Linked DNA regions of Mus musculus: all the other regions are linked to region 3. Evidence: chromatin contacts called from public HiChIP or PLAC-seq and promoter capture Hi-C data. All regions are on one chromosome and are shown on one strand. Each heading gives the region's core, a stretch centred on a gene start, on an enhancer-like site or on the middle of the called end of the contact. The rest is flanking DNA. Distances are from core to core; before and after follow the strand shown.

Region 1 (4,764 bases), core at 2,240-4,739, 660 kb after region 3:
AGAGTCCTGGGCTCATTTTGTAGTCTAGGCTGCCTCGAACTCAGTGTAATTCTCCTACTTCAGCATTGCTAAGTGCTGGAATCACAGGCGTGGGCCCACGATGCCCGGCCTCGGACCCTAGGTAGGTCCGGAAACTGAGGTGGTGGTGCGGATCTGATCAGGTCCCTAGTGAGGAGGGTCCTTTGCTGTCCGTGCTCGCGGACTCCTTAATGCCCCCAACTTGCTGATGACGATGGTTTGTTAAATGACATATATACAGTAGACATTCAGTCAGGAAGATTCTGAGTTCCAGGATAGCCTGGGCAAGATACCGAGGCTCTTTCTGGATACAAATGACTCCGGATACCCACTCCACACCCACACACCCACAACGCCACCACCAAATGCCTTAAAGAGAAATTTCCGGTCTGGGAACGTCAGGAGCTCTTGGTCGGCCTTCTCTGGTGCTACACCTGAACTGGTTTCTTTCTTTCTTTCTTTCTTTCTTTCTTTCTTTCTTCCTTTCTTTCTTTCTTTCTTTCTTTCTTTCTTTCTTTCTTTCTTTCTTTCTTTCTTTCTTTCTTTCTTTCTTTCTTTCTTTCTTTCTTTCTTTCTTTCTTTCTTTCTTTCTTTCTTTCTTTCAAGATTTATTTATTATATGTGTGTACACTGTAGCTGTCTTCAGACACTCCAGAAGAGGGCATCAGATTTTTGTTACGGATGGTTGTGAGCCACCATGTGGTTGCTGGGATTTGAACTCAGGACCTTTGGAAGAGCAGTCAGTGCTCTTAACCACTGAGCCATCTCACCAGCACCCTGGTTTGTTTCTTGAGGGATGCTCTGTATGGCCTAGGCTGGCCTGGAGCTTAGAGGTATCCACCTGTCCCAGCGTGGCAGCCATGCCTCTAGTCCCAGCCAGCCTTGCCCTGAAGTTTCAGCAGGAGTTTATTGGGTTAGAAGAGAAACATGAGCCCAGCATAATGCTGCATGCCTGTCATCCTGCTGAGGCAGGAGGATGGAAAGTTTCAGGCTGGGTGTGAGGTCCTGAGGGCAGGGCTGGTGGGTGTATTTGAAGGCTCAAACGAGGCAGGTGTGCCTCTCACAGGGAAGACCTAGTGAGGAGCTTGGGAGTCAGGGACTGTTTGGGGTCCAGCTGGGGTGCCTACCCCATGATACGGGGTCAGAATTCACAGCATCCCTATGAGAAAACTGAGGCCAACAGGAGCGCCTTGACCACAGGGACCCAAGTTGCCACGGTCCTCCTTGCGCTTTGTCTGATGGCCCATTTGAGGCCAGACAGTGCTTAGGAGCCAGTCAGGGCCCTCACCCTTCATGAACTGGCCTCATAGCCTGCTCTCATGATCCCTGCCCACATGGTGTTCACACCCAGCAGTGCCCACGGGAGCTGAATGGGACTTTGTAAGCCAGATAGGAGTGTGTCCCCAGCCCTGCCCCCTCCTCTTTCCTACCCCTCACTCACCCACCAGAGCTTCCATGGACCCCAATGAACACACAGCCTCATTCCTGCCACTGGACCTTTGCATGCTCTGAGCTGTCTGTGGGGAGTGTCTCCTGATAGGATGCACAGGGTCTCCTGTAGAGGGAACAGAGGGCCTGAGGGTGGGAATTCCCTGGTGGTCCCCGGCCACTCAGAACTGTCTCCCTCACTCTGAAGCACTGGGCGGGAGCTCGGTGCATAAGTCTGAGGCCCAGTGGGCTGCAGCCCTTGAGCCAGTGCATGCTGGGTGTGGTTCTTTCTTTGTGTAGCTAAGATGGCCTGAAACTTCTGGTCCCCATGCCTCAGCCTCCCAGGGACACACCACCACACCTGACAGGAACAGGGGTGCTCCCCTCACCTGAAGGCCAGACTCCTCAGTTTGGTCACTTACCCTGGGGATGCCTGAGCACCCCACAGTTGAGGTTCTGGGGGCCTACCGTGGAGTCAGTCTACTACAATGTCTCTTCCAGGCACATTGGCTGTGTGTCCTTTCATCTGGTGGGGTCCAGTGTAGGCTCACAGGCCACAGAGTGTCCCCCATCTACACAGTCTAAAATAGGACACCCCAACAGCCATCACCCACCTTGCAGGGTTCCAGTACACTGTGACTTGTAAAAGCCCATACCTTGGTGGACGGTTAGATATGCTCCATACAACATATGCCACCAGAGGCTCTGACACGACACAAAACCCAGTGCTGAGTGACAGCAGCCAGACAGAATTCCACATGGTGAATAGTCTGTTAACCGGAAATACCTCCAGGGACAGGCAGAGGGGAAGTAGCTCAGGAGCTGGAGCAAGGAACGGAAGTGACAGCTGATAGGATTGGAGTCTTCTGGAGTACGCAGTGTTGGTCTTTGCACAACGTTGTAATTATAGTTTTAAAAAAATTATTTCAGTAGGCTGGAGAGATGGCTCAGTGGTTAAGAGCACAAGGTCCTGAGTTCAGTTCCCATCAACCACATGGTGGCTCACAACCATCTGCAATGGCACCCGGTGCCCTCTTCTGGTGTGTCTGAGAAGAGCGACAGTGTACTCACATACATAAAATAAATAAATCTTTTAAAATTAATTATTTTTTCAAGACACCCTGGCTATCCTGGAACTTACTCTGTAGACCAGGCTGGTCTTGAACTCAGAAACCCGCCTGCCTCTGCCTCCCAATGCTGGGATTAAAGGCGTGTGCCACCACCGCCCAGCAATAAATCTTTTTTAAAAAATTGTTCAAAAGCCTCAGAAGAAACACAACAGTAGAGCCCCTTCCTAGAATCACCAGGGAGGGGTGAGGACATGGCTCAGGGCTAGAGCCCCTGTCCTCCAGTGTGGAGGTTCAGGTGGAGCTCCCTCCGCCCTGTGGAGGCCCTGCCTACGTTTTGTGGGTACAGAGTTGTTATATATGTTAATAAAATGAGAGGAAATGCTGACTTGAGGGACTCGCTGCTCCTTGCTATCCTAATAGCGTCCAAGGGTCAGACAGGATCATGTCAGGCCAGCCTGCTCTACATAATGAGACCCTGTTTTTTAAAAAATCGCTTTTGCAAGCAGTCTGTAAAGTCTTGGAGATGGGTGGGTCCTAGTCACAGTCCAGCCCCTCCACGGTGTCCTTCCTGCAGCCTGCTGAGGGATGCCCAAGAAGTTCCAGGGCGAGAACAGCAAGTCGGCAGCTGCCCGAGCACGGAGGGCTGAAGCCAAGGCGGCCGCTGATGCCAAGAAACAGAAGGAGCTGGAAGATGCTTACTGGAAGGATGAGGACAAACACGTGATGCGGAAGGAGCAACGCAAGGTGGGCGGCATGGGCTTCGGTGTTGAAAGGTGGCTCGAGGTAGCCATGGAGGGATGCATACTCAGAAGCTAGCTGAAGTGGGTCTGTGTTTGTCTCCAACCTTATTGTGACATTCCTGACCGAGGCCTGTCTTGAGCCAGCCCCAGGTGCCTACTTGGTACTGGAGTGGTTCGGGCTTGGTGCTGACGTGTCTGCCCACTAGGTGGCAACAGAGACCCTGTCTCCACAGCAGGCCTCGCCCTGCTATCCAGGGGGTTGGTCATTGTTCTGTTTCTATCACCCAGGCTGGCCTGGAACACCCGGGCTCAGCCTCTCCACCTGCCTCAGCTCCCCCTGCAGCTTGGTGGTACTCCAGGTTCGCACCATGATCAGAATTCTGTGTGTCTTTCTCAGTACTGATGACCTTCTTTTGGGATGAGCTGTCCTGGTGCACGACCCTGCCCAGACCCTCTGTCCCCAGAAGACAGAGTGGGAGTGGGATGTTCAGAGCTAGTGGAGGAATTCCACAGGGCAGGGTGCTATTCAAAAGCCATGTAGCGAGATAGCGCTGAGGCAAAGGAGCCTCCGGAAGATGCTGCCTTCAAACACCTTTGATTTTGACCCCAGATAGGCATTCCTCTCTGCCTTTGGGGTAAAGGCACATGGAAATACCCTTGTGAAGCACTTTAGCTGCCCAGGTCCTTTTGTACAAGGGTGCCCTGGGGGGATAGGGAAGGAGGGAGCAGCGCCCTCTTGGGTTCCACCCTGGGCACCCAGGCAGCTTCTGTCTACATAGCCTTCCCCTGTTGCCCCTGCAGGAGGAGAAGGAGAAGCGACGCCTGGAGCAGCTGGAGCGCAAGAAGGAGACGCAGCGCCTGCTGGAGGAGGAAGACTCACGGCTCAAAGGCGGCAAGGCCCCACGTGTGGCGCCCGCCAAGGTCACACGTGCACAGATCGAGGACTCGCTGCGGAGAGAGCAGCGGGCAGAGCCAGGTGTGCATGTGGCCTGGGGCAAATCCCCCGAGGGCTTCGCGCCAACGCCTCGTTCTCATATTCTGTCCCTGTCACCCACAGTGGAAAAGGCTAAGAGCCACCTAGAGCTGCCACTGGAAGAGAACCTTAACCGGCGCCTGCAGGAAGAGGGCAGCGTGGAGGCGCGCACTGTGGAGGACGCCATCGCAGTGCTCAGGTGGGCGGGGCGGGCTGTGTGGGCGGGGCCCTGAAGAGGAGAGTTTGTTGGGGCGGGACTTAGGTCTGGGTCCTGACTCCTTGACTTGCAGTGTGGCTGAGGAAGCTGACCGGCATCCTGAGCGCCGGATGCGAGCGGCCTTCACCGCGTTTGAGGAGGTGCAACTGCCACGGTTGAAGCAGGAGAACCCCAACATGCGGCTGTCGCAACTGAAGCAGCTGCTGAAGAAGGAGTGGTTGCGCTCCCCTGACAACCCGATGAACCAGCGCGCCCTGCCCTTTAATGCGCCCAAGTGACAGAACCAGGCTGAGTCCAGCTTGTCTGAGTCAGCTCATC
Region 2 (4,810 bases), core at 1,819-4,318, 610 kb after region 3:
GTGACACGAGGCACAGGTCCACATCATGAGGAGACGTGGAGCGGCGCGCGAGGCGCAGGGGCAGGCTAAGCCCTGGGTCACCTGCTGGCAGGACTTGCTCGAAAGACACAGAGAGCGACTCGTCCACCTCAGTTGAGTGGGGTGAGCCCAGCTCCGCAGGCAAAGAGGGCGTGGTCAGCGTGGGCGTCGTGGCTGAGGGCGACGCATCAGGGGCAGGCTCTGGGCGCAGAGGGCTGAGTGACAGGCGCTCAGGGCTATTACCAGGTGCTGTAGGTGGTGGGGACTGAGCTGGGGACAGAGTTGGGGATGGGGCAGGTGGCCGCTCAGACTCCAAGATGTTCTCCGCTTCTCCAGGGCACTCAGCCACAGGAGCTGTGAGTGGCGCTGCCAGAACTGGGGCACGAGGCCCATTCTGTGATACACGAGGCTTTGTGTTGACCACACCAGGCCCGGAGCGGCGTGTGTCTCGGGCAGTAGGCTGAGTGGGCCCAGATCTTGTGTCCTTCTTCTGGTCACGAGTGGCCAGGGCAGGCTCCCTTCGCACTGTACTCCTGTTGGCAATGCTGCCAACAGTGCCACGGACTGGCTCCTTGCGTGCACTGTCCCGCGAGGCCAGACTGTCTTGGCTGTTGGCCCTGGAGGGCGCTTCCAGGTCATGCGTGGTAACTACTGGCCTGCGCAGGCACGGCAGGTGCTGCAGGCGCTGTAGCCCATCCAGCAGGCGCGCGGGCGGCGTGCGGCCAGGAAATAGTACACGCACAACCTTGTCGCCAGGCGCCGCTGGCTGCCACACGAGCAGAGCACAGGCAGGCGCTGCAGGGTCCCCAGGAGGAGGGTGCAGCACAAAAAGCTCTAGGCGGCCTACGCCCAGCTTCTCGAAAAGGACAGTGGGGCAAGAGGGCTGTGGGCCACGCTGCAGTGGCAGAGGCGCAATGCCCAGGCTCCGCAGCAGGCTCCGAGCACACACAGCCTCGTCTTCGCCCCCACGCAACCGAGAAGCAGCCTCACGAGCATTCAGGAACACCACACCCAGCGCAGGCGACAGCAGGCGACGTAGCCGCTCCTCATGCTGTCCCTGTGGTCCTGCGGCTGCTTCGCGCTCTGCCAGCTTGCGGCGCAGCAGGCTGTTGAGGCCCGGCAAGCTGTCAGCACCCGCGTGGGTCACAAGGACAGCGTCCACGCGATCCAGGTGGCGCACCAGCTTCCAGAAGCTCGACTTGGGGTTGGAGCCACCATTCACCAGCACTGTAAAGCCGTTGACAGCGAAGAAGGCGGCGTCTCCCAAGCCACCCGGGAACACATAGCAACAGGGCCTTGCTAAGCGCAGAAAGCCGCCCGCAGCCGGTGGCTCCAACAACTCGAAGGGCGATGGCGGCTCCAGCGACTCAGCCACATACTCCAGGAAGGCACGAAGGCCCTCTGAGGCCGGCAGCTGCGCGGGCGGATTTAGTCGCAGCTGCAGCCCGGGCACAGGGCCCAACAGTGCCCAGTCCCCAAAGGTTGGACAGGACACAGTGAGGGCTGGGGCAGCTGGTGCTGAGGCCAGTGCATCCTGGACCTGTGGGGCAAGCACAGGACCACCTGGACATGAAGACTAGACACCACTTCCTCTAACCCCCACCAGCCGCCACTTGTCACCCCGGGCCTACCTACCAGGGTCTCTGGTGGAGTTGCCTTCCTAGCCCACGGCCCCGTTCAGTGTACCCTCCCCACTCACTGCACTGTGCAGTGGATGATAGGCTTCGGAGCCCTTCTCTCACCCTAGAGCACAGGCTTGGGAAAGGGCGGAAGGGTCATGGGAACCACTTACCTCTTTGTCCCCCAGCACCTGCAGGAAGTGGTGGGCCGAGAACCCCCCAGTCTGCAACAGCAGTTCCCCAGTCTCCTCCAGGCAGGGCCCGGCCAGGACCAGCAGCTTGTGAGGGGCGGGGTCCATCAGGAGGTTCCGGAGCTGTGGGTAAGGTGGGCAGCCCCGTGAGTGGCACTGGACCAGGCCCCAGCTTTGAACTCATTGTCAGAGGCAACTGAGAGGCTGAAGGAAAGCAGAACCAGCAGGTGTGCCTACCACAGCCCTCCCCTTCCCTGAGGCCAGCTGGCATCTGCCTGCCAAGCAGGGCTCCTTCACCGTGAGACTCCTGTGAAGACCCACCTAGCCCTTTCTCCATCTTTCTTTAGGCACAGGCTAGCCCTCACCTACCTGCTTCTGCCTCCTCCTGCTGGGACAACAGGCCTGTGACAACATTCCCAGATCAATTTGTGACATGCATCAGAGAGTCCCAGAGCTGTCTTAGACTGGGAGGAAGGTGCAGGCTGGCCAAAAGCAAGACTCCTACCACCCAGGGCAGCTCCTGCCTGGGCCAGGTAGAGGCTAAGCCAGGACATTGGGTTCCATGGGTTCCTCCCACCTGCCTCCAGCTCATCAGTGCATTCCATGACCAGCCTTCCTGCCCCAAGTCTACAAGAGGAAGTAGGTGCAGAAGTGTCAAGCACATATGCTGGGTCAGGAGTGAGGACAGCACAGGGCCCTGCTCCTACCTCATCACACAGGGACTTGTCTGAGGGGTTCAGCAGGACCAGCGTCTCCAAGGTCTCTCCACGGTGGTGCAGGCTCCGCTGCCCTGTGGGATGACAAGCCCAGGCCCCGGCTCAGGCTGCCTAATCCCAAATCCTACCACCAGGGGACCCTCAGGTACTGAAGCTGCAGAACCCACAGCAGGGTGCCCCAGCTGAGAGCAAACAGGAAAGAAAATGGAAGAAGCCCATGGGTGCCCTGGGCCTCAAGCAGGGACAACACAGATGATCAGCCAGGGGTGCTAGACTGCGTATCAGCACCAGCACAGCTCAGCACCTAAGCCAGGAGGACACACAGGAGGCTCTACATGGCAGACAGCAGCTTCAGCCCTCCCCTGCAAGACCAGGCCAGAGAAATGTGACTACCCAGAAGGGGCGTCCAGAGGGCTGTGGTCACACAGTAGGTCACTTCCAGCTTTTTCTCCAATGGATCAGGGGTCAGGAAGCCACTACGACCCAAAGGGACACTTCCTTCCCCTCCTGCAGCTGTAGGTGGTGACTCAACCCACTGGGCAGGGACGAGCTACAAGCAATACCCATGAAAGGGCTGCTCTGGCCACCCCAGGATCCCAAGGAAATCGCCCTGCACCCCATCTCTGCTTCCCTATTGGTTCTCAGCCCTGAGGGCCCCTCCCTAAAGTCACTACACCCTTCTGTAAGTTAGGGACAGAGCATATGACTTTCTTCTACTGTCCAAAACCAAGGCAGCATCCACAGGCCAGAGGTACCTCTGTGCAGGCCTTAGCACTGCCTCACCCCACGCCCGGCATACAGCTGCCACTCAGCAGCTCAGCACCCAGAGAGGAGCAGGAGAACTAAGGGAGGCAGAGTGGGGCAGGTCACCTTTCACAATGCTGGAGAAGGTGGCTGAATGCCGGGACACGAAGGCCTTGAGCTGCTCATCCAGGCTGCAGACAGCGGGGTCCACATCCTCCCAGGAGCGAACACCTGCAGGCAGCAGGAGACAAAAGCTGAGTGCCAGCGCCCTCCCTCCCTTCTGTCTGCTTGGCTCCCGTGGCTTAGCTCCTGGGAAGGCACAGTCAAGGGGCTCAGGGAAGCCTCAGCATCTCTGACTTGAGGCCTGACCAACAAGATGACCAGTCCCTGTCTGGCCATCCGCTTCACATCTCTGCTCTATTAGAATCCTCAACTTTTGGGAGATTTTTCTGTATGCACATGTATGCATGTGCACACCTATGTACTCCTCCTCTGCTGAAGTCACCTTTTGGTGAGCATTTACATGGGACACAAATATCTTCACATCCTTTGCCCATTTGGAGAGATCTATCCACATACTTCTTCCCCAGATGTCTTTCTCACCAATTTTCCAATTGTGATCTTTCCAAGTCCCTGACCATCCAGCCAATCCATTGGCTACAGCCCATGAGTCAGTGAATAATCGTACATCTGGCCACTTCTTCTTACAAACAAACTGTAATACCATGTGTACTGCCCGAAGTTCTGCCCACTGTGAAGATTTCCCTTCACCTGTGTCTTTCAAGGTTGTCTCAGAAAGGGGTTGTAATGCTGCAGCTGTCCACTTCTGGGTGGTGCCTGCATAACGTGCAGAGCCATCAGTAAACCAGGCTCTAGTCTTCTCCTCTTCGGTCAGTTGATCATAGGGAACACCCCATGAGGCTATAGGCGTATGCTTGGCAGCAGATGGCATTGTAACAGGAGTAGAAACCATAGGCATTTGAGCAACTTCTTCATGTAACTTGCTTGTGCCTTCAGGACCTGCTCTGGCCCGATCACGTATATACCACTTCCATTTGATAATAGACTGCTGCTGCGCGCGTCCCACTTTATGACTTGCAGGGTCTGATAGTACCCAGCTCATGATGGGTAGTTCAGGTCGCATAGTAACTTGGTGTCCTATTGTCAAACGTTCAGTTTCCACTAAGGCCCAATAGCCGGCCAAGAGCTGTTTTTCAAAGGGAGAATAGTTGTCTGTAGAGCTTTGCTCCAAAATCCCAAAGGTCTTTTCTGTGATTCACCTACAGGGGCCTGCCAGAGGCTCCAAACAGCATCTCTATGTGTGAGCACGCACATGTATTGAACTGTGTGTGTGTACCACATGGAGGCCAAAGGTCAACACTCAATGCCCTCCTCAACTGTTTTGGATCTTACATTCAGGGACAGAGTTCCTTAGTAAATCTTCAGGTCATCAACTGGGTGGGCTGGCTCCCAGTGAGCGCCCAGGGTTACCCTGTCTCCACATCTCCTGTGGGATTACAGG
Region 3 (4,593 bases), core at 357-2,856:
CACCCCCACCCCCACCCCATCAGCACTGAAGTGGCTGATGATGGCCGCTTGCTAACCTGTGCCCTATTCTGGAGGGAAAACTCTCATTTTTGCTTCCCACTTTTACCCTGGGCCTGAACCTCAAAGTTGTGCTCCACTTGGTGGTTGAAGGCTGGAGGTGGGGCCTCCGGGAAGCAAGCTGTGCTGTGTGTCTCTGGTGTGTGGCATCGCCTCCCTGGCCCTGATTTCTCATTTTCTTTCTCACCTTCCTTTTCCTTCCTTCAAGTTTTCTTTTGCCCCCCCCTTCTTTATCTTCCCCTCATCTTTTTTGTCATTGTGAGGACAAGGCTGTGACTCTCTTACTGACGACTGGGAAACCCTGGCCTCACCAAGGGAGGTCACTGAGAAGCAGCTGCCAGGGTTGCGTGTTTTGAGCTGTAGAGGGACGTTCCTAGCGGGTCCATCTGCAGGCGGTGACCAGGATCATTCTCCCAGTGTTTTCTCAAACATTGGCTCCTTCTGACACGAGGGAGGCCCGAAGTAGCAGGTGGCCCAGGAAGCAACGCCTGCTTCAGCCTCGAGGTCTGAGGTGGAACCCCGTTCATGCTGGCTGGGGCTGCCTGTTCTAGCAGTCTCCCAGGCTAATTCCATATTTCTATGCAACTTAATATTTTTATTTTGTTTTTACTCTTTTCAGACTAGGCTCAAGATTCCCCTGCCTCTGCCACCCGAGTGCAGGGATCAGAGGCACTCACATGGCCTAAAGCCTTTGAGTACACTTACTGTAAACACATCCTATTTATATTCTAATCAGTGCTAAACCTCCAGCAGACTCCTATAGCCCCGGCTGGTCTCTAACTGCATCCCTTCCCCCTTCCCCAGGCACGCGCTATCACACACAACTTCCTTTTCATTAACACATGAGGTGCACATTCTTTCAGGAATGAGTCCTCCTCCTGTGTGCTGGGCCTCTGTAGCCACAGGATACAGGAGGAAACAAAGATTCGAGGCTTTGTTTTTTAGAGGCTCAGCTTGGAATGTGGGGCAGCCAGGGAAGACTCCGGTAAAATGAAGGTGGGCTCTCAGTATCTGATGACTGAAGGTGTCCCAGGACCCTCAAGTCGGAAAGAAAGATAAGTTGTATTCTGACCTAGGGAGAACCACCACCCACCCCCACCACCCCGAATTCCTCCTGGTCACACACAAAATAAATTAAATGCAGTTTTAAAAAACCCAACTTTTTAAAAGAACCTTGTATCCCACTTGCATGGAATGAATGAGACCGAGCACAGCCAGTGGAGACCTTGCTACCTCCCAGCTCCCAGTCTCAGTTTCCTCATCAACGGAATGAGCTCACCTGCCACCCCTATCTTCCTAACTCGATTTGGTTTTTGGAGTTCTTCCCCATAGGCTCCTGACTGTCACCAGTCACTGGGGTCAGGGGACCCTGGGGCTCGGAGGGGTCTGGTAAAAGGTCCCCCAGACCATTCCTAGAGTCTGACTGAAGATTGAGATTCCTGCGCGCCCTTCCCTACCCCTCGAGAAGCCGCCGATGGACGGGGCGGAACCGTGGGTGTCCTTGGAACCCCAAGGTGCCAATTAAGTGTGAGTGGCCCTTCTGGGGTCAGAGCTACGGCGGGATGGCAGAGCCAGGTCCGGAGCCGGGGCGCGCATGGCGACTGCTGGCCCTGTGCGGGGCTGCGGTGTTCCTGGCGGCCGCCGCGGCTGGAGGGGCCCTGGTGGCCTGGAATCTGGCGGCCTCGACGGCCCGGAGCCCCCGTTGTCCAGAACCTGAGCAGATGAATGCCACGGTGCGGCCCCCAGACTCGGCACCCGAGGTCGAAGAACTGCGGCGACGGCTGGCCGAAGCTGAGCAAGCCCAGGAGAACCTGGTCTGGCAGCTGCAGCGCGCAGAGGGCGACAAGAGGGAGTTGGAGGCTGCGCTCAAGGCCTGCAAAGACAGCCAGGTAGGGGCAGGGGGAAGCCAGAAGTTCCACAAAGAGAGCTTGCTTGTCCATCTCTAGGGCCTCAGCGTCCTCCGGTCTCCAACGGACGGAGAGGAAGTACAGGACCACCTCAGTTTCTCCTATCATCTATAATGTCAGTTCTTTTTGGAGTCTAACTTCTGATCCACTAAGCCCTTGAGCTATGTGAGATTCTGTGCTGGATCTCTCTTTGCTGCCTCACCCCCACTCCAAGTTCCATCAGTCTTATTTTGAGAGAGAGACACTATGTCACCTGTAATTAGGAGACTAAAGTTGGCCTCTTGGGGTGGTACCAGCAGGACCTCCCTTTTCCTGGGTCATCCACTCAGACTCTTAACCCTTTTGATTCCGCAGCCTCACAACTCGGAGTACTCATGATGTCATTCTGCTGTCCTCTTAGCAGAGGCAGCAGGATCAGGAGTTCAAACTCTTCCTCTGCACCATAAAGAGGTCTGGGGCTGCAGGAGGTCCTATCACAAACTGAAACATGTCAAAAAAAATAGCGATTTACAATTATTATTATTATTATTATTTTGGTCACAGGGCAACTTTATTGAGTGGTAGCATGGTCACACCCAGCAAACGTGTTCCCTCTCATTCTCTCTCTCTCTCTCTCTCACCACACACACACACACACACACACACACACACACACACACACACACACACACACACAGAGTCTCTCTCTCTCTCACACACACACACAGCCCTTGCCACAGTCCAGTTCTCAGCCACAGGGTGGGGAGCCTCCTGGATTATTCGGATCCAGAAGCAACAGGTGCCCGAGGGAGGCTCAGGGGGAGGAAGTGGGGAGGGGGTGCAGAGAGCAGGGGTGGGATAGGTTGGGAACACCCACCAGACAGCTACACGAAGAGTGGGATTCCCCGCCCTGGTGGCTTCAGCTTAGCTGCGCCCCCTTCGAAGGAGTCTTCCAAGGTGTGGCTGAACATTCAGGGTTTGGGAAGGGCAGAGTCCCACTCCGTTTTAGTCCTCTCTGTAGGCTGGGGACTGGAGGGCAAGGCGAGCCGGGTCGGTTGTGGGCTGCTTCAGCTCTGGGGCTCCTCCGGAGCCTCACCACCCTCTTCCCCAGCACTGTCGGCTGTCCACAGCGTCAGGTTGTCTCTCAGGAGCTGCATGATCAGGGTGCTGTCCTTGTAGGAGTCCTCACTTAGGGTGTGCAGGTCGGCCATGGCCTCGTCGAAGGTGGTCTTGGCCAGCGAGATGGCCTCCTCGGGGCTGTTGGCTATCTCGTAGTGAAAGACTGAAAAGTTCAGGGCGAGGCCCAGGCGGATGGGGTTGGTGGGCGGCATCTCCTTCTTGCTGATGTCCATGGCCTCCTGGTAGGCTGACCGGGCAGAATCGATGATGCGCTTCTTGTCATCGCCAGTGGCCACCTCGGCTAGGTAGCGGTAGTAGTCACCCTTCATCTTCAGGTAGAAGACGCGGCTCTCTGCATCTCCAGTCCCTTTGATGAGGTGCGAGTCCAGCAGGCCGAGCACTGTGTCGTACACACCTCTGAGCTCGGTCTCTACCTTCTCCCGGTACTCTTTCACCTCGGGGCCCTTCTCTTCTGACCCCTCCTCATTGCTCTTCTGCTCGAAGCTGGACAGGACCCTCCAGGCCGCTCTCTGGCCGGCCACCACGTTCTTGTAGGCTATGGAAAGCAGGTTTCGCTCCTCGCAGGAGAGCTCCTCGCCCTTTTTTCACGGTGCTCTTCATGAAAGCTGCCATGTCTTCATACCGTTTGGCCTGTTCAGCCAACTTGGCCTTCTGGATCAGACTGGCTCTCTCCATGACTGCGAGACGGGAGAACTGGCTGTCTCGAGAGTAACGCTGGGTTCTGCGGCTCCCGATGGCTATGTGCTTTTCTGTGTCACAGTTTATACATCTAATTTCTTTTTTTTAATTAATATTTATTTATTATATGTAAGTACACTGTAGTGTGTCTTCAGACACTCCAGAAGAGAGAATCAGATTTTGTTACAGATGGTTGTGAGCCACCATGTGGTTGCTGGGATTTGAACTCGGGACCTTTGGAAGAGCAGTCGGTGCTCTAAACCACTGAGCCAGCTCACCAGCCCCTATACATCTAATTTCTTTGGTGGCCGCTGTTCTGTGAGGGAAACACAAGACTTAAGGAATGTTGTATCCTAAAGCTACGCCTCCAGCCCCTCACTGGGAAATTCCAGGGAGGGGCTCCACTCCCGAGCCACGCCCCTAGCCCGGTTTTTACTTTTTTACTTCAATTTTGATGGAACCTGACTAAGGTGCCCAGTATGTCCTAGAACTCAGGCTGAGGCCATGCCTGGCTGGAACTCCTGATCCTTCTGCCTCCACCTCCCAAGTGCTGGGATGACTGGAGTATCCTGTCATGTCCGGATGACCTCTGTATTTTAAATCTCAAAATGTCAGGGCAAGTTGAGGCAGAAGAACCACACCTCTGAGTACAGCTTGGGGTACAAAACATCAGGGCTCTAAACCAATACAGGAACAATACAGATGGCCTCCATCTGCTCTCAGCCTGCCTGGGAGAAAGGCATGAGGCAGCAGAGGTCATAACTGCCTACCAGGGTGGGCATGCTGACTGCCCTGCTAGCTGGAAGATGCTTTAAGGAAGCCAGGTCTCTTT
Region 4 (4,926 bases), core at 1,041-3,540, 660 kb before region 3:
CTTGGGAGGCAGAGGCAGGCGGATTTCTGAGTTCGAGGCCAGCCTGGTCTACAAAGTGAGTTCCAGGACAGCCAGGGCTACACAGAGTAACCCTGTCTCAAAAAACCAAAAAAAAAAAAAAAAAAAGAATCATTAAGGGGATGGCTGGGATAGAACACTATATAAATATATATATAATATATATGTATATATATATATATAATCAATGCATTGTACATCACGTAAATTGTTTATACAGCTATGAATATATAAAGAGGTGGGAGGCATCCTCTTTGTTTGTTCTCTCTCTTCCTCTCTTCTCCTCTCTCTCTCTCCCCCCCCCCCCCCCCCGTGGATTCGTTTATTCCAGGCTGGCCTTATCTTCCCACCTCCACCTCCCAAGTGCTGGGATGACAGGGCTATTCTACCAAGTCCAGTTTACACTGTGCTGGAATATACCCCAGGCTATGGCTACATACCTGTAATGGCACTTGGGAGGTAGAGGCAGAACTACCAGGAGTTCAAATCTGGCCAAGGATACACAGGGAGATCCTGAATTAAAAATGCAAAGCCAGAGGCTGGAGAGATGACTCAGCGATTAAGAGCACTGACTGCTCTTCCAGAGGTCCTGAGTTCAAATCCTAGCAACCACATAGTGGCTCACAACTACCTATAATGAGATCTGACACCCTCTTCTGGTATGTCTGAAGTCAGCTACAGTGTACTTACATATAATAATAAATAAATCTTAAAAAAAAAAGAAAAGCCAGATGTAGTGGTGTACATCTGCCATCTTAGTACTTACAGAAGGAGACAGAAGGGTCAGACGTTTCTAGGCCAGTCTCAAAACAAAACAAAAACCTGAATTTCTCCTAATATCTGGTTTTTATTTATTTAATTGCTTTTTGTTTTCAAAAAAGATTTTAATTTTTATTTATGTGTATGTGTGTGCCTCTCTGTGTGTGAGAATGTGTGTGAGTGTAATAGCCATGTGTATGCAGGTACTACTGGAGGCCAGAAGAGGGCGTTGGATCCCTGGAGCCAGATTTACAGGGGCCATTAAGCTTATGCAGGCACTGGGAACTAAACTCAGCAACTCTGCAAGAGCAGTGTACACTCTTAACTGCCGACTCTCCAGCCTCATTCTAATATTTAAAAATTTTGAATGTGTATGGGGGGGGTGACCATGTGTACAGACACGTGTGTGTGCAGCTGTGTGTGTAGGCCTGCAGCTGACACTGGCTCTTCCTCACTTACTCTTCACTGTATGGATTGAAACAGTCTTTGAATGAAGGTTGGCTGCCTTGCCGAGTGTGACTAGACAACGTCCCTAGGAGGGTCTCCCACTGCCTCCTTTCTCTTCTTTTTTTTTTTTTTTTTTTTTGTCTTTGTTTTTTTTCAAGACGGGTTTTCTTTGTAAAGCCCTGGCTGTCCGGGGAACTTGCTCTATAGACCAGGCTGGCCTTGAACTCAGAGATCCCCCTGCCTCTGCCTCTGCCTCTGGAGTGCACCACCCACTTCAGTTTACTTCCCCTTTTTATTTCATTATTCACTGTGCTTCACAGGCAGAGACAGGCACATGTTTGCCACAGTGCTCTAGTTCTGACCGTGTTCAAGCACATTGGAGTCTAGGCCTCCAGGAGTGCAACAGACAATCCTGTCCAGGCTATCACCTACCAACATGTCTCCCAGAGTGTAGCACCATCATGAAGCAGATACACGTGTCTCTAAAGTACAGCTGAACCCAGCTACATGCTACACAGAAAGGTCTCAATGTTTATTCTCTTTCTACTTCAGAACACTCCTACAAGTCTTTCAAGACTCAATACAAATGTCCCTTCCTCCAGCCAGCTTCCCTGCCTCCCCTGCTCAAACAAAACCCTGGCCACAGTCCCACCCTCTCCCGGAGCTTCTCAGTTAAATTCCTTCCTTTCTCTGGCAGCTCCAGTAAAACCCCGTGGGGCCGGAGGGGCTTTACCTCTCTCTGCCTTCCCCTCGTGGTTTTCTTGGAACACTTGGTTTCTATGAATCAGGTCTCACCATGTAGCTAGCTGAAACCAGCCTCAAACGTGTACAGCCTGCCTCGGCCTCCAAAGCGCTGCAATGACTTGTGTGGAGAGCCATGCCAGAGTTTAGCCCTTGCAATGCTTTCCTCCTCTGGTAAACCCTTCTCTCATCTTCTAGCACCACTACACCCAGTGCTGAAGTCCCAGAGCCTCTGAAGCTGGGGCATGTTGGGATGCAGGGATGCCAGGATTCTGGATGCAGGGTGCAGGATGTAGGATGCATACCTTGGACAGCTTGGGTTGTGTTCCGAAGGGCTCTTGAGCTGGCTTGAGCTGGAGTTTAAGTTTCGGTTCAGGGTCCACACGTCAGAGGGGCAGGGCCAGGAGCCTCAGTCAGTTCCTGTTTCCTCCAGCAGGTGAACAGGGTGGGACCAGAATAACTCTCAAGGCTTGAGTCTGAGGCTGGAGTTGTTCTTGCCAAGCCTTGCTCAGTACTTACTCTCTACCAACTCTATGGAATCGCTGAGACAGCTGCCGCCCTGCTTCCCAATATTGGTATTCTTCTAGTTTTTTTCCCCCTTGAGATACAGCTTTATGCACCCCAATTGGGGTGCTGAAGTAGACTCTTGCCTCGACCTCAGGGTTTACCATCATGCCAAGATTATGCATTGCTGGGGATGGAACCCAGGGCTTCATGCTTGCTAAGTGAGCTACAATCACTTTACCTACTGAGCTACAAGCACTCTACCTACTGAGCTAGATTCCCAGCCTCTTAACAGCAACCTTGAAGTAGTCATAGGTCAGGAAATGGGCATATGGCAATCAGAGAGTGAAAGGCAACAAGTAGGAGAGGCTGCTTGGGGGGGACAGGATACAGGAACAGTATGCATATACAGGACAGGGAACTGCATATGCCCCAGACATGAAGGAGACATGAAAGGACAGACTTGCTGCACACACAACACCTATCATACCTTCCTTTGCAAAACTCATTTGAAATATCATTCTACAGTCATGTTGCCCTCTAGGCCAACATCAAAGCAAGATGGCTTGGGTCTGTAGTTGCAGTACTCAGTAGCCTGAGGCAGGAGGATTTGGGGTTCCAGGCTAGCCTGGGCTAACATAGGGACATTCAAACTCAATATCCAAACTAAACCAAAGCAAGAAAGCAAGCAAGCAAGCAAACAAACAAACAAACAAAACAAACTGGAGTAAACCATAGAGTCCATCTATCTTATTCTGGTTTTTTTCTCCCTTCTGTTTTTTATTTTTCTAAAACAGGATCTCACAGCATCCTGGCTGGCCTGGAATCCACAGAACACTGAGGATGATGTTGCATCTCTGCTCTTCCTGTCTCTATCTCCTGGGTGCTGGGATCATAGAGGTGTCTGTATTTTCTGCGATACTGGGATGGGACCCAGGAGTTCTTTCACCATATGTGAGTACCCTGCCAACTGAGCTGCAGACCCAGTCCATGCCTGATTTTTCTTCTGATTTTAAAATGAACTACAATGTATGTGCACACTCTGGGTCCTGGGTGATGTGTCCCTGTACCTAACAGGCATAGCTGACTTGGCTGTAAGCTTCCTGGCCCACCCCTTCTTGCCTCTGCACCCAGTGCATTTCCGTCTTGCCTCTGCACCCAGTGCATTTCCACCTATCCTGGGTCTTTGGAATGAACACTTTCTAGGATAGAGTTGGTGCCTCTCTGACCCCTGCTCCTCTCCAGGGTGGCATAGGCTTGGGAGTTTCTGGGCTGCAAAGGTCCAACAGTGGAGGAAACCAGTGTAGGCTCTGATGATAGACCCACTTAAGGGCCCAAGGGTTCAGCTGAGTCAGCACATCTGGGCAAGTTATTGTGACTTAATTCATTGACTTTTGCCTAGACTCAGGATGAGATGTGCTTTCACTGGCGGGGCCAACTTCATAGAACTCACTTGACCTCTCCAATCCTCCTCACACTTTGTTGCGCAGGGCTGGTCCTGTGGGGTTCTCTTGTGTATGTGACTCAGTCTTGGAGAACATGAGCTGTTTTGGCTTGGCTCTTTGTCCACCCCACTTCTGAGCAGCTTGGGGACTGTGGTCCTCTAGACTAACATCTTCTTGTCAGTCTGTCAAAGTAGAATTCCCCCACCCTCATGTCTCTGATTAACAAATGGACACAGCCACAGCCTCCAAGGGAAGTGAAAGGAAAACTATCCTCTCAGGACCCTCAAGACCAAGTTCTCAGCACAAAGGAGATTTATTTACTCTAGAGGGATAGGGCAGGGATAAGGTACAAAGACAGGAAGGAGAGGAAGAAGGGAAGAGAAACAAAGGAGAAGCAAGGGAGGGGATGAGGGGTATTTGCTTAGGAAGGGGACAAAGTACTGCCTCTGGATAGAGGAGACTGATGTGGCCCATAGGCAAATATCGGTTCATAAAGGGGGAAACCCTGTCTTAGGATGAGGTGTTTAATTTAAACTGAGCATGTGTACTGGCTGGTTTTATGTGTCAACTTGACACAGCTGGAGTTATCACAGAGAAAGGAGCTTCAGTTGAGGAAACGCCTCCATGAGAGCCAGCTGTAAGGCATTTTCTCAATTAGTGATCAAGTGGGAAAGGCCCCTTGTGGGTGGGACCATCTCTGGACTGGTAGTCTTGGTTCCATAAGAGAGCAGGCTGAGGCAAGCCAGGGGAAGCAAGTCAGTAAGGAACATCCCTCCATGGCCTCTGCATCAGCTTCCTGACTTGCTTGAATTCCAGTCCTGACTTCCTTGGTGATGAACAGCAGTAGAAGTGTAAGCTGAATAAACCTTTTCCTCCCTAACTGCTTTTTGGTCATGATGTTTGTGCAGGAATAGAAACCCTGTCTAAGCCGGGCGTGGTGGCGCACGCCTCTAATCCCAGCACTCGGGAGGCAGAGGCAGGCGGATTTCTGAGTTCGAGGCCAGCCTGGTCT
Region 5 (4,705 bases), core at 501-3,000, 760 kb after region 3:
ACAGGGGGTTACCCCGCAGCTGCCGAGAATCTTCCCCACTCTGGCGGGCAAAATACAAACTCTGGCCCTCGCCCAGGCCCTGCGCTGTTCTCCAGACTGTGCAATCGCCTCCCCTTTGGGACAAGGGCCCTGGGTGTGTCCCTGCTCCCTGGACCCCATACCTGCCCAGGGCGGATGGGCAGCAGGTTTTGTACGGTACATTTATTGATACGAATATGAAACATTGTACCTGTTGGCTGAGTGTCTTTGGGGACTGGAATTCCTAAACCCTGTTGCGAACGACAGACTTTGTCCTGCCAGTGGCCATGCCCCATACCCATGTCCTGGCCTGCCAGGGACCCTAAACCCAAGAACAGCCCCTCTTCTGCTGCCCCAGCTCCAGGGTGCTCGGACAGACACAAGCTGTGACGCCCATGTCGTCCTTAACTTCCTCATCAGGAAGAAAGGCAACAACCTCCCAGCCACCCAGGCGGGTGTCGCCTGTCCCTAGTCTCCCTGATTTGTGAGGGGAGACCAAGCTCTGGCCCTCTGCACACTTGCTGACCAGACCCCAGGATCTGTGCTCATTAGCAAAAGTCCTGCACTAGGGTAGGAACACATCAAGACTTAAGCCCATGAGTACTTTGCCAAGTGCTCCCATTCCCCCTCCAGCGCGTTTAGGCTCAGCTAGGACAGTAACGGACAGAACCCGTCCCTGACCCACTACCCTATGGGTTCAGTTGGCCTTGGTCCATGCTGCATCCTGCAAGTGACCTAAGACAAACAGCACCTTGTGACCCCAGAGCCTGGGAAGCTGAGGCACAATCACAAGCTTATTAGCTGGGGAGACAAATCAACAAAAGAGAAAACAAATGTTATCCGTACTCGTGGCCTCAGGGGTGGTCTCTGCCCAGCTTGCAGAGGGGTGAGGGTTGGAATCAAGACTTGGTTAGAACAGAACTCAGCATGTAGCCATCCCAAATCGCCATCCCCTCTAGCTTGCTGTCTCCTACACAGAAAACCCGGTTTTCTCACGCTTGGAGCTGGAACTTTTCCTGCTGGTGCTGCTGTTCTGTGGCCTGTCACTGCTCCAGGGACCCAGGGTTCAATTCTCAAACTGACTTGGTGCAGAGGCTCTCACAGCATGATCCTTTCCTGGCGACTCTATCCACAGTCATGTGTCACTAGCACCCCATTTCACAGACTGGGAAACCGCAGCTGATGGAAAAGGACAGTGTCTGGAGTCCAGGCACATCTCCAGTCTCACACTCAGTTGCTGGAAGCAAGTACCTCAGCTATGTCCTCAACCCAAGCCAGGGCCCAGAACCAGAGATGGGAAGTTGCCCTGCCTAAGCTAGCTTCTTTGCTGTGGCCTGAATCAGCGGAGGTGGGGGGATGTGCCGGGCGGGCGGGGCTGGCTTGCTGTGACCTGGAGTCATGGCAGTAAGAATTAGTGATGAGAATGTGTCACTCCCCCACCTCCGCTGGGCTCTGGGGAAGAACATGAGCCTCCTGTCCCTCGGTCTGGTCGTCACTGTCTGGAGTCCCCCTTCCCATGCCTGATCCAAAAACTTCACGTGACCAGACATGCTAGCCGCGGAGGACTGGAGGCTGGACAGAGTCTTGTGGCCTCGTGATTTGGGACCAGCACCTGGCTGGGGCGGAGCCTTCAGGAAAGGAGTCCCAGGGTTAGAAGGAGCCTGGATGGGGCGTGGACTTAGTGGGTGGGGCCTCCACTTGCTTAAAGTCTCCCGCCTTCCTGGCCTGACCAAGCAGTCCTGCCAGCTTTTTCCTCCGCAGCCATGTCCTGGTCTCCGATCCTACCATTTTTGTCCCTTCTGCTTCTGCTGTTCCCACTCGAGGTTCCCAGAGCAGCCACTGCGTCCCTTTCGCAAGCATCCTCCGAAGGCACAACCACCTGCAAGGTAGGGACCGCAACGCAGGAAGGGGCCCAGGGTCAGATGCCCGCCAGTCTGTCAGCTTAGGGACTTCTCTGCACTTATTCCGTGAACTCGTTTTGGGGAACTCCAATGTCTTCAGGGAAAGCTGTCACGCCCAGGGCCGCCACCCCTAATCCAGTCCCTGAACTCTGAGTACCGTGTCCACGTCCTTTCTCTTCCCCATCTCAGGTCTGAAAAATGCAGCTATCCCCTGCCCGCCTTGCCTGAGCATTTATCAACCACCTACCGGATATGTCTGAGTGAAGAGCTGAGGGATGGGCACGCGCACGGGGTGTGTGTATGTGTGTGAGGGGGGGTGTTCTGCTCCAGACCTGTTGAATCACTGTCTGGTCTCCACCCTCACACAATTCTTGTCGCTTACGGTGTGCGTTCCAGCCGAAGAAGAGAGGGGGCTAGCGTGCTTCTGACCTGGAGCAAACACATGCCCCGCACGCCTAGATCCTTGCTCAGACTCGGCCCGCCCTCCCCGGGGACCGGAAGTCTCTGCACGCATCAGGCACCTTCTGTGTCTAGTCGGGCATCAGACTGGGTGAAGTTTCCCTGGGTCCCTGGAGAGGAAGAATAGAGTCTTCGTGGGTGAAAGGCATCGCTGTGATGCGCAAAATTACAGAGGTGGGGAGGGAGGAGGGACGGAGAGAGATCAAGCGAGAGAGCATGTATTTGGCTTCAGAGTGTGCATCTCTGAACAGACAAAGCTGAGCGAGAGAGCAGCAACTAGAAATATGCATATCTTTTTTTTTTCTTTTACTTTATTTTACTTTATTTTGATTTGGTTTGGTTTTCTGTTTTGTTAATGGAGGGGACAGAGTCTCAGTGTAGGGCTGACTGTCCTGGAACTCACTATGTACAGCAGGCTGGCCTGGAACTCTTCCTCTGCCTCCCGGGTGCTAGTGTTGTCTTAGCACTTCCTGAATATAGTTAAAGATTGTGCATTCGCTGAGCACCTACTGTTTGAGAGCCTGTCAGGTTCCGTTTTGTAGATAAACTGTGATTGCGGAACAGGATCTAGAGTCTCGAAAACCTCAGAGGGGGAAAAAAAAGCCTGGCGGTGGTGGCGCACGCCTTTAGTCCCAGCAATTGGGAGGCAGAGGCAGGCAGATTTCTGAGTTCGAGGCTAGCCTGGTCTACAAAGTGAGTACCAGGACAGCCAGGGCTACACAGAGAAACCCTGTCTCTAAACCCCCCCCCCAAAAAAACCCTCAGAGGGCCCGGGATGTGGCTCACTGGGAGACTGCTCCCCCAACACGTGCAAAGAAACCTTTAGTCCCCAGTGCCACAAGGCTGAACGAACTATAAGGGTCTTGGCATAGGGCTGCCCTCTTCAGGGGTGACCGGGGCCATACCTCACCAGACACCTCTCTTCCTTTCAGGCCCACGATGTGTGCCTCTTGGGGCCACGCCCATTGCCCCCTTCACCACCTGTCAGAGTCAGCCTGTATTATGAGTCCCTGTGTGGAGCTTGTCGCTACTTCCTCGTCCGGGATTTGTTCCCAACCTGGCTGATGGTGATGGAAATCATGAACATCACCCTGGTGCCCTACGGGAATGCACAGGTACTGGGGGCGGGGCAAAGAAACTGAAGCAGGAGGGATGCCAAGGGACAGGAACACCTGGTCACCTGAGCTCACCAGGAACACCTAGTCACCTGAGCTCACCAAGATCCATTGCTATCTTGCAGGAGAGAAATGTCAGCGGTACGTGGGAGTTCCACGTGCCAGCACGGGGAGCTGGAGTGTAGACTGAACATGGTGGAGGTAAGCTGGAGTGCGGACCTGCGGTGAAGGGAGGCGGGATTGGCCACTTTCTCTGGACAACACTTGCCTGCCTCTCCAGGCCTGTCTGCTGGATAAGCTGGAAAAGGAGGCAGCGTTCCTAACCATCGTCTGTATGGAGGAGATGGATGATATGGAGAAGAAACTGGGACCGGTGAGTTGTTGGGTGGGAGGTTGTGCCGCCCTGGCTCCAATATCTAGGCAGGGGATCCATTCCTGAGCCACGCCCCAGGCCCTCACTAGGGGGGTTCTAGGCAGGGCTCCTCCCCAAGTCACACCCCTAGCCCTTGGCGTGACTTTCCCTCACGTAGTTTCTATACAGGAAAACCTTTAGGTCTATGAGCAAAGCCTGGGATCTTCACTATTTGTAGACACAAGACACAGGTGACAGGAGATAAGCCAGGCCGAGCCTGCTTCCCAGAGCATTGTGGGAAATAACGTCCAAAGGTTCACAGCTCTCCAATCACTACTGTGGCTTATCAAACAAACGTCAGGCCTCCCAGCCTCCTGGAGCCTGCGGGACACTCCCAGCCCGACTCCTTTGGTAGGACTGGAGAGTCAAGGAGCCTGAGCACCAAGGAGACACCAAGGAACAGTAGGGTGTTGCCAGCAGAGGGATCGGCATGTAAGGAGGCCCTGAGATAATGAGATACCAGGGGGCAGAGGCTGCAAATCCGGTGTTACTGGGAGGCAAGAGCACCCAAAGACTCAGCTTCAAGGAACCTCCACCCAGACGGACAGTGAGAGGGGAGAGGTCTGTCTGGGGCCACTTGGGGGCTGATGGCGAAATGACTGAACAATGTGTCCCCCTCTTCTCACAGTGCCTGCAGGTGTATGCTCCTGAGGTGTCACCAGAGAGTATCATGGAGTGCGCCACAGGAAAACGGGGCACACAGCTCATGCATGAGAATGCCCAGCTCACAGATGCCCTACACCCACCCCACGAGTATGTGCCCTGGGTGCTGGTCAATGAGGTAAGAACTCTCTAGCCAG

What was found. Promoter capture Hi-C pulls out the DNA fragments that hold promoters and counts their contacts. HiChIP or PLAC-seq counts read pairs in DNA pulled down with a chosen protein or histone mark.
Region 1: a contact with region 3 is called in a promoter capture Hi-C map of stem cell-derived epiblast-like cells, with 2.9 times the contacts expected there. The contact joins the enhancer-like site here to the promoter of Ccdc194 in region 3. A contact is called at or near these places in 7 of 39 promoter capture datasets (cranial neural crest, embryonic stem cells, liver and 3 more), 1 of 15 datasets of contacts at CTCF or cohesin (embryonic stem cells), 1 of 484 Hi-C or Micro-C datasets (embryonic stem cells) and 10 of 115 datasets of contacts at active chromatin or transcription factors (the SCID.adh cell line, acute myeloid leukemia, astrocytes and 7 more).
Region 2: an H3K27ac HiChIP or PLAC-seq map of epiblast stem cells shows a contact between it and region 3, with 4 times the contacts expected there. The contact joins the enhancer-like site here to the promoter of Ccdc194 in region 3. A contact is called at or near these places in 4 of 39 promoter capture datasets (cranial neural crest, embryonic stem cells, frontonasal cranial neural crest and 1 more), 3 of 484 Hi-C or Micro-C datasets (the C2C12 cell line, the G1E-ER4 cell line and regulatory T cells) and 9 of 115 datasets of contacts at active chromatin or transcription factors (bone marrow-derived macrophages, craniofacial prominence, embryonic stem cells and 6 more).
Region 4: a contact with region 3 is called in an H3K27ac HiChIP or PLAC-seq map of embryonic stem cells, with 3 times the contacts expected there. The contact joins the promoter of Hsh2d here to the promoter of Ccdc194 in region 3.
Region 5: an H3K27ac HiChIP or PLAC-seq map of embryonic stem cells shows a contact between it and region 3, with 3 times the contacts expected there. The contact joins the promoter of Ifi30 here to the promoter of Ccdc194 in region 3. A contact is called at or near these places in 6 of 39 promoter capture datasets (cranial neural crest, embryonic stem cells, hippocampal neurons and 2 more), 1 of 15 datasets of contacts at CTCF or cohesin (embryonic stem cells), 2 of 484 Hi-C or Micro-C datasets (B cells and embryonic stem cells) and 7 of 115 datasets of contacts at active chromatin or transcription factors (SST interneurons, astrocytes, bone marrow-derived dendritic cells and 4 more).

Annotation. Positions count from the first base shown.
Region 1 is chr8:70,868,401-70,873,164 of GRCm38.p6, reverse strand. Ccdc124 (coiled-coil domain containing 124) reads left to right here. Exons shown (of 5, transcript NM_026964.3): 2 at 3,091-3,260; 3 at 4,058-4,232; 4 at 4,314-4,428; 5 at 4,520-4,764. The coding sequence starts at 3,102. The coding sequence ends at 4,724. Among named protein-coding and RNA genes, the nearest start is that of Ccdc124, 2.7 kb to the left of the region's middle. Within about 2 kb of position 3,489, at least 43 of the 459 cell types and tissues checked have an H3K27ac peak or open chromatin away from gene starts, as enhancers often do. A contact at or near this core is called in bone marrow-derived macrophages, embryonic stem cells, forebrain and 1 more, where this site is marked.
Region 2 is chr8:70,909,654-70,914,463 of GRCm38.p6, reverse strand. It overlaps Map1s (microtubule-associated protein 1S), which reads right to left. Exons shown (of 7, transcript NM_173013.3): 2 at 3,415-3,519; 3 at 2,536-2,618; 4 at 1,811-1,951; 5 at 1-1,558. Among named protein-coding and RNA genes, the nearest start is that of Map1s, 6.1 kb to the right of the region's middle. Within about 2 kb of position 3,068, at least 35 of the 459 cell types and tissues checked have an H3K27ac peak or open chromatin away from gene starts, as enhancers often do. A contact at or near this core is called in bone marrow-derived macrophages and epiblast stem cells, where this site is marked.
Region 3 is chr8:71,522,738-71,527,330 of GRCm38.p6, reverse strand. It overlaps Ccdc194 (coiled-coil domain containing 194), which reads left to right and starts at 1,606. Exons shown (of 4, transcript NM_001370849.1): 1 at 1,606-1,946. The coding sequence starts at 1,620. It also overlaps the pseudogene Gm7850.
Region 4 is chr8:72,187,032-72,191,957 of GRCm38.p6, reverse strand. Hsh2d (hematopoietic SH2 domain containing) reads right to left here and starts at 2,290. Exons shown (of 6, transcript NM_197944.1): 1 at 2,271-2,290.
Region 5 is chr8:70,763,708-70,768,412 of GRCm38.p6, reverse strand. It overlaps Ifi30 (interferon gamma inducible protein 30), which reads left to right and starts at 1,750. Exons shown (of 8, transcript NM_023065.3): 1 at 1,750-1,904; 2 at 3,311-3,493; 3 at 3,619-3,648; 4 at 3,650-3,694; 5 at 3,774-3,866; 6 at 4,534-4,686. The coding sequence starts at 1,782. 6330537M06Rik (a long non-coding RNA gene) reads right to left here. Exons shown (of 2, transcript XR_003947402.1): 2 at 838-2,488. It overlaps Pik3r2 (phosphoinositide-3-kinase regulatory subunit 2), which reads left to right. Exons shown (of 16, transcript NM_008841.3): 16 at 1-237.